3 separate regions of the Mus musculus genome follow, and regions 2 and 3 are each linked to region 1. The links are chromatin contacts, called in public HiChIP or PLAC-seq maps. All regions are on one chromosome and are shown on one strand. Each heading gives the region's core, a stretch centred on a gene start, on an enhancer-like site or on the middle of the called end of the contact. The rest is flanking DNA. Distances are from core to core; before and after follow the strand shown.

Region 1 (2,619 bases), core at 59-2,558:
AACTAATTCTGCAAGAGCAGCGTGTAAAAGCTTACAGTGTGTGCTCTTAACTGGAGCGCCATCTCTCCAGCCCATCCTTATCATTTTCCAGGAGGTGCTGGGAATTGAACCTAGGACCTCACACATACTAGGCAAGTGATCTACCACTGAGCTATAGTCCTAGTTCTTACCTTCAACTCCAAAGAGAGTTCAGATTATGTTCTCATCAAAGTAAAACGGACAGCCTCAGAGCTTATGTCCAGAAAATGCCCCTTTTGCTACAACTAAAAAGTGGGTTGATAAATCTGTCTCTTACTAATTAACCTGAAGCCGGGGCTATGGAGGGTGCGCACTATTATACATTTGTTAATGGGGAAAGAAAGAAAGGAAAATAAAACGAGTGGGGCGGGGGGGGGGGCAAGAAAAGCTGGAGCTTGTCTGACCAGGTTTGGCTGTAATGGTGGTCTCCGACTCAGCGCCCAACCTTCACCGGCCTCTTATTCTAATAGGTCTCTTCTGCCCCCCTACTATCTCTTTATGGCCTTTGGATGGGAAGCAGGGGGCTTTTCTATTTTGTCCCTCTATCCTCCATTCCTCACTGAAGAGTTCTAAGAAGTGCACACTGCAATAAAGTCTCAGTGCTGACACCCCCAGAACACTTCCTCTCACAAGATCGCACTTCCCTAGTCTCCTCTTTAACTCCATCCTTTCAGAAATCCTGCTCTGCCCAGGGCTGGGCACTTTGGGAGGGGTTTTCTCCAGAGGAGGAGACTCAAAGCGATCCAAACTAAGACTCTCTATACCTATACCAATAACTGTTCCATACAGACTCCGGGGGCCTCTCAGGGTGGGATGCTCCGGGCGGTGGGGGAAGGCTCGGCTCACCTGGGGCTTGGCCGTCGGAGGTCTCGGGGCCATTCCTGCCTCAGTGTGTGCTGGCTATGGTCCAGGGCTGAGGAGAGAGGACAGGATCCACTCACCGGGCTACCCCGAGGCCCCACCCCTTCAGCTCTGCAGCCACTTCGGCCGAAACGTGGGGAGGAGCCCCGCCTTCTCCTGCTGCTCTTCCCAAGGCCAAATGAAAGGCCCCACAGCTTCGGGACAGTTCCTCCGGCCACGCCCAGTCCGTCCGCAGGATGGTCGGCGAGGCCCGGAGGACAGCCTCCTACCCACTGCACTCGGAATCTGCCTCCGGGGCTTCGGAATCCGCGACCTCAGGTCCGCCCCTCTAGCGCCCGCTGCAGTTTCTTGTTCCCGGCAGTACTGCTCTGCAACAACAGGGTCGGACAATGGCCACAGCGGCGGGCGCAGAGCCACGAGTGCGACTGCGCACAATGATCCTCGCGCCTGCCCATCCACGGGTGCAGAAACTACGATTCCCAGCTATCCTCGCGTGCCCGCCCTGCAGAGGTCCTGCCTCCTAGTGGGGGGCTGCAGTAAGAGCACAAGAAGGCGGGCAGGTTAGGTTCAAAGTTTTTCTTTGGTATGTGTGTTTTCTGGAGCTGCTGGAAAGGTTCAAAGTTTTTGTCGTGTGTGTGTGTGTGTGTGTGTGTGTGTGTGTGTGTGTGTGTGTGTGTGTGTTGGAGCTTCTAGAAATTCTCACCGCTCCTTCTTTTCTTTTCTCCTTCTCCTCCACCTCCCATCCCGTTCCCTTTCCCTCCCCCCTCCCTCTTTCTCCCTCTGTGTAGCTCAGGATGTCCAGAAACTCACTCTGTAGACTCAATTCTCAATTCTCTTAGCACACAAGTGGCTAAGGATCGGGAGTTCAAGGTTATCCTAAACTGTGGTTCAAGACCAGCCTGGGCTACAAGAGACCTGGTCTTACAAGCCAAAATAAATAAACAATGCATGCACGAATGACTAAAGTGTATAATTCAATAGACTTTAGTACATAAAAAGAGTTGCACAACCATCGTTGTAGTCTCCTCTTTGAACATTTTAATTAGCCACAAAAGAAAAAAAATCATGTACATTAATAACCGTCCCCTCGTCCTAACCCACCTCCTCTCGATCCCGGGCAACCACTGACCTGTGCTGTCTTTGTGACAAATCTGTCTCTTCTGGGTATCTCATAAGATCAGGCAATATGAAGTTTTATGATTGGCTTCTTTCAGTTATTACAGTGGTTCTGAGTTCATTCACATCACAGGAGTCTCTATCCCATTCTTTTTTAATGCTGAATGAAAGATCTGATTGCCCGAGTGTACCACATTCATTCATCAGTTGGTAGCGTCTGCGTTGTTCACACTGTGAGATTTTATGCTTTTATCTTCAAAGCAACATTACAGAGGATATGTGTGTACACACGTTTATGGGGGTGCAGTTTCATTGATCTGGGGTAGATACAGAGAAGTTGAATTATAGAGATTTGGTAGCACCATGTTTAGCATTTGAAGGAACTGTGAATGTTTTCTAAAGAGGCTGTATCACTTCCATCTTTTTTTTTTTTAAACTAACAGCATATAGATTTCAACATTCCTACCCACACCTGTTACTATTTGTCTTTTTATCACAGTGTTCTGTGGATTTTTGCTGGGATGCGGGGGCGGAGAAAGTATAAATAACAACAAACCCCTTGGAAACTCTGCAAATACTTTCCACACTAGACAACAGTAGCAGACAGATACGCACAAAACAGAA
Region 2 (2,619 bases), core at 84-2,583, 51 kb after region 1:
GCCCAAACACAGGTACACACATAAAATTTAATGCTGTTATTTATTTATTTATTTATTTTTAAGAGAAGTTCTCACAATGTAGTTTAAAACTTACTATGTAGATCAAACTGTCCTTGAACTCACAGAGATCCACCTACATTTGTCTCTGAAGTGCTGGGATTAAAGTCAGCACCAAATAGGAAGGAAGCAATAGTCCTGGTCCCTTAGTGAAGACCAGTCGTTCCACAGCAATTCCAGGCAGATGTGGGTGTGGGGTCTGATGACACAGATTCCATCTGCTATTCTGTCTGTGAGTGAATTACTAATTCATCTTCAAGTGTGTGTGTGTGTGTACACGCCACGCGCACGCATATGTGTATACATATATATAGTGTAAGTGTGTGTATGTGTGTATGTGTGTGAGTGTGTGTGCAGTGTGTGTGTATAGTGTGTGTGATGTGTGTGTAAAACACAATCACAGAAACTATCCTACTAGTGGCTGAAGCAGGAGAATTATGAGTTTGAGTTCAGCCTGAATTATATACATCTTTAAGGCCAATTAAAGCTATATAGGGAGGGCCTGTCTCAGAAAATAATTGTGAAAATAAAACACCTCAATTACTGAAGACAAATAACTCAATTTGGAGATGTAAACTATTCAGAGAGTGTCACCAAAGAAGATATATAGATAGCACGGGAAAAGATGTTCAAGGTCATTAATCACAGAGGGTGGAGGGATGCAAACGAAAACCACAATGAGATATTATGATACCCACTTGCCTAAAATTAAAACCACTGAACACATCAAATGCTGATAAGGCCTTGGGGCAACTGGGACTCCCATAATCAGCCGTTGGAGTCGTAAAGTTGTTTAATCACGTTGGAAGACAGTTTGACAACTTCTTTAAAAGTTAAAGACAGACTTGTTACACAGGCAAGCCATCCCACCCCTGGGTGCTTACTAACAATATAAAAGCATATGTTCACATAAACACTTGTCTTTGGGCTCATGAGGCAGCTCAGTGGTGCTCACTGGCTTAGCATGAGACCCTGGTCCTCCCCAACCACCCCAACCAAACAAGACTATGTAAATAAGACTATGTCAAATAAGACTATGTAAATTCATAGTCTTAGCTGTTCTAGTCATAACCATCTCCAGACTAAAGACCACTCAAAGGCCCCTCAACATGTGAATAAATACGTTGGTGCGTACCTGCTAATGTACCTCGACTTTACCAATAAGAAGGGACAATGGGTGTGCGGGCTTTCAAATAATGCTGTGCTGTAGGATGAAGAGGACAGACAAAAGCCTGGGCGTGCCATGTGATTCCATTCGCAAACAACCCTAGAAAAGGGAAGGAAGTCGGGTGAGTGGCAGCAGATGAGCGCTAGGCTGGGTGTGAGGTGGGAGGGGCAGGAAGAAGGGGATTTCAAATGGACACAAGGGATTAAGGGAGAATGAAGTCAAGAGATGGGTGTAGTCATGGTCTTGACCATGTTTTACAAGGCAGACATATATGAAAGCTCATCAGATCACAGTCTTTAAGCATGTGCAATTTATTGAAGCTGTTTAAAAGGAGGTGGATGGGCCAGCTATCGTGAATCATGTCTATAATCCCAGTCCTTGGAAAGCTAAGGCAGGGGGATTGCTGTGAATCTGAGGCTAGATTGGGCTATCGTATGATTCTCTCTCTCTCTTCTCTCTCTTCTCTCTAGATAGATAGATAGATAGATAGATAGATAGATAGAGTGTATGTATGTGTGTGAGTGTGTGTGTGAGTGTGTGTATGTGTGTGAGTGTGTGAGTGTGTGTGTGAGTGTGTGTGTGTGTGGTGTGTGGTGTGTGGTGTGTGGTGTGTGGTGTGTGGTGTGTGGTGTGTGGTGTGTGGTGTGTGGTGTGTGGTGTGTGGTGTGTGGTGTGTGTGTGTGTAGTCTTGCTCCCTTAATGAAAACCAGTCACTCCCCAGCAGTTCCAGTCAGATGTAGGCGTGGGGTCTGATGACACAGCCTAAAGATTCCATCTTCTCTGCTATCTGTAGGTTTATTACTAACCCAGTTAAACCTTCTCAACTCCTGGAGGGCAGAGACTGGGTCTTCTGTATCAAGTCTGTCCTGCTGAGGAGGGTATCGGATAATGACAACGATGAAGTGGCACACTTCACAAGTGGCAGCAGCAGGGATGGTTATCACCAGGATCTTGGAGCGTCACCTAAACGTGGGCCAGTAACATCCCTATCATTCCTGTTTTGTTCATGGAATGTGAGTAACTCACTCTGGGAAGACTCCCAGCATAGCCGAGGAACTGGCTAAGGCAGAGCAAGATGCTGAGTCAGGTCAGCTCCTAGACGAACTGGATCACTGGGGCTCACTCTTCAGGTCTGGGCTGTCCCATAAGACAGTTCTTACATAATCTACAGCAAACTATGATATTCCGGAGCCAGGAAGTCAATGCTGTAGACGGGGTCCTCCTCTCTGACAGCTGAACCCAGATTCCAACCTTTCCCACAGTGACCTGATTAGTGTCTCTGTGACCTTGTGGTCAGACTTGTTCTGCAAGACATACATGAAGGCTGGCAACTGCAGGGACCCAGAGCTGAAGTTCTCTACCTTGGAGAAGCCAGGCTAACAAACCTAAAGCCA
Region 3 (2,619 bases), core at 48-2,547, 36 kb before region 1:
AGGACAACCAGGGCTGCATAGTGAGATCATGTCTGAAACAAAACAAAAACAATTCAGGGTCATTAAAAGTATTGCATAAGATTTGCCTCCGAACCATATAATAGAAGGCATGTATGAAATAAATCGCATTTGGATTTAGACTTCAATCCCATCCCCAAGTCCATAATCATGTACCTATAAATTTTACAAATTTGGAAATAAAATAAAATAAAATAAATTCAAAACAATTCCGGTCAAAGCATTTTGAATAAAGGATATTCAGGGGTTCCTACTTCATAAAACTTCACAGTGATTCATTGAAAATGCTCGGTGTATAGAAAATATTAACGTTGATGTCATTGGTTTTTTTTTTTTTTTTTGGTGGTAGGAACCAGAGACAGGGCCTCTCTAACCAGGTACATGCTCCAGCCACTCCAGGTAGACATAAGATCAGAGTGATTTCTCCTCTTTTGAGGTTTTTGCAGCCCTCATGCACCAAGCCTCTTCTAGAGGCAGCCTCATCATTAGGCATCAGTGTATAACCGACCACTCCCAGAGCCTAGCAGCTTCAACAATTGCTCATGAGTCTGTGAGCCTGTCTGGTGGTTCTGTGGGTCTGAGCAGGCCCAGCTCATCTCCTGTGGGCTCATTCAGGGGTCTAGCCACAGACAGCCGCCCACATCTAGAATGGCCACACTCACAATGTGGAGCAGTTGGCTAGCTGTCAGCTGGGATGAGAATGAGTGGACCACGATGCCAGCAGTCCAGCCTGGGCTTGTTTTCCCGGCAGTGTCCATAATGACAGAACAGAGCTTGCCCCAATCTTTTCACCACTTTTCATCACTGCTGCCCCAATCTTTTCACCACAAAGCCAGGCCAGAGTCAGGGACTGGGGAAAAAGACAACACCTTTTAGGGAGGAGGAGCCAGAAGGCCAGCCCTGAGTCAGGGACTGGGGAAAAAAGACTCCACCTTTTAGGTAGGAGGAGCCACAACAAGACCAGCCCAGAGTCAGGGACTTAGGAGGAGTCATGAGGTCATGTTATAAAGGGCTGATTATGAAGGACAATAGAGGTTTCTAGTTTTTTTTGTTTTTTTATATCAAACTACGTTTACCCACATCTGGGGGGAGGGGTGTTCATTGAGAGAGAAGTACGATTTCAGCATTAGAGTCAGATCAAATGTGATTCAAACCCCAATTCTAGGACTTGTGAGGCCTCACGGAGGTTCACTGAGATCTCAGGCTCCAGTCTCCTCACAGGGCCTGGAAGGGTGGTGGCCATCTGCATTCCTGGTACTTGGGAGGTAGAGACAGGAGGGTCAGGAATTCAAGGTCATCCTCAGGCTGTCACAGGGCCCAACTGAGGTACACGGAGGGAGCAGTGCTGACTCACCGGGCACACCCAGCAAATGCTCCACACACACAGGTGGGAACAATCCTGACTCTCAGGGCTCACCTTGGGCTCCCGCCTCTGCTTCCCAAGGCTGAGAAAAAGAAGGAAACAGGCCAGCTGGGAACTGATTTCCATGGCAATTCCTGGAATGGCAATTACCAAGTAAGAACTTAATTAGAGATCTTTGGGGAAAAGGAGAGGGGGATGCCATGGGGGAGGAGGAGAGAGAAGGCTGGAGGAAGGCAATAGAGGGAGACCAGGAGAGAGGAGCTCACCCACCAGAAAGAGTCCCCCAGCCCCTAAAACTGTGTGTGTGTGCATGTATGCATCTGTGGTGTATGCACATGTGTGTGTACATCTGTGGTATATGTATATATATGGGCATCTGTGGTATATGCATGTATATGTGCATCTTTAGTGATGCTTGAGTGTGTGCATCTGTGATATATGTATATGTGTGTGCATTTGTGATATATGCATGTGTGTGCACATCTATGGTGTATATACATGTATGTGAATACCTGTGGTATATGTATATGTGTGTGCATCTGTAGTATATGCATGTATGTGTGCATCTATAATGATTATACTTGAGTGTGTGCATCTGTGGTACATGTGCATGTGTGTATGCATCTGTGGTATATGTACATGTATGTGCATCTGTGGTGTGTGTACATATGTGTGCATTTGTGGTGTATGTACATGTTTGTGCATCTGTGGTGTATGTACATGAGCATGTGGTTTGTGTGAATCTGTGGTATATATACATGTGTCTGCATTGGTGGTATAAGTACATGTGTGTGCATCTGTGGTATATGTACATGTACGTATGTTCAGATGTACTAATAATGTATACATGAAGCCAGAGCACAATATTGGATATCTTTCTTTATCAAACTCCACCATATTTATTTTAAAGGTTACCTTCTTAAAAAATTGAATATTTTCTTTATTTACACTTCAAATGTTTTCCCCTTTCCAGGTCTCCCCTTCGGAAACCCTCTATCCCATCCCCCTGCCTCTATAAGGGTGCTCCCACCCTGGCATTCCCCTACACTGGGGTATTGAATACCTCTCCTCCCACAAATGTCCAACAAGACCATCCTCTGCCACATATATGGTCAGCACCATGAGTCCCTCCATGTGTATTTTGGTGGTCCAGTCCCTGGGAGCTCTGGGAGGGGGGTGTCTGGCCTGTTGACACTGTTGCTCCCTCTATGGAGCTGCAAACCCCTTCAGCTCCTTCG

What was found. HiChIP or PLAC-seq counts read pairs in DNA pulled down with a chosen protein or histone mark.
Region 2: an H3K4me3 HiChIP or PLAC-seq map of bone marrow-derived macrophages shows a contact between it and region 1, with 2.2 times the contacts expected there. The contact joins the enhancer-like site here to the promoter of Zfp90 in region 1. A contact is called at or near these places in 2 of 15 datasets of contacts at CTCF or cohesin (the NIH/3T3 cell line and large pre-B cells), 4 of 484 Hi-C or Micro-C datasets (the HL-1 cell line, the N1E-115 cell line, pancreatic cancer cells and 1 more), 3 of 115 datasets of contacts at active chromatin or transcription factors (bone marrow-derived macrophages, embryonic fibroblasts and embryonic stem cells) and 1 of 9 other capture datasets (embryonic stem cells).
Region 3: an H3K27ac HiChIP or PLAC-seq map of embryonic stem cells shows a contact between it and region 1, with 12 read pairs. The contact joins the enhancer-like site here to the promoter of Zfp90 in region 1. A contact is called at or near these places in 2 of 15 datasets of contacts at CTCF or cohesin (the NIH/3T3 cell line and embryonic stem cells), 9 of 484 Hi-C or Micro-C datasets (embryonic fibroblasts, embryonic stem cells and myeloid progenitors), 6 of 115 datasets of contacts at active chromatin or transcription factors (the SCID.adh cell line, embryonic fibroblasts and embryonic stem cells) and 4 of 9 other capture datasets (adipose tissue, embryonic stem cells, liver and 1 more).

The regions. Positions count from the first base shown.
Region 1 is chr8:106,414,016-106,416,634 of GRCm38.p6, reverse strand. It overlaps Zfp90 (zinc finger protein 90), which reads right to left and starts at 1,308. Exons shown (of 4, transcript NM_011764.4): 1 at 865-1,308. The coding sequence starts at 897.
Region 2 is chr8:106,363,190-106,365,808 of GRCm38.p6, reverse strand. It overlaps Gm39238 (a long non-coding RNA gene), which reads right to left. Exons shown (of 3, transcript XR_879147.2): 2 at 1,193-1,324. Among named protein-coding and RNA genes, the nearest start is that of Gm39238, 6.4 kb to the right of the region's middle. Within about 2 kb of position 1,333, at least 13 of the 459 cell types and tissues checked have an H3K27ac peak or open chromatin away from gene starts, as enhancers often do. A contact at or near this core is called in the NIH/3T3 cell line and bone marrow-derived macrophages, where this site is marked.
Region 3 is chr8:106,450,234-106,452,852 of GRCm38.p6, reverse strand. The region is part of intron 1 of Gm51545 (a long non-coding RNA gene); the gene reads left to right. Among named protein-coding and RNA genes, the nearest start is that of Gm51545, 16 kb to the left of the region's middle. Within about 2 kb of position 1,297, at least 22 of the 459 cell types and tissues checked have an H3K27ac peak or open chromatin away from gene starts, as enhancers often do. A contact at or near this core is called in embryonic stem cells, where this site is marked.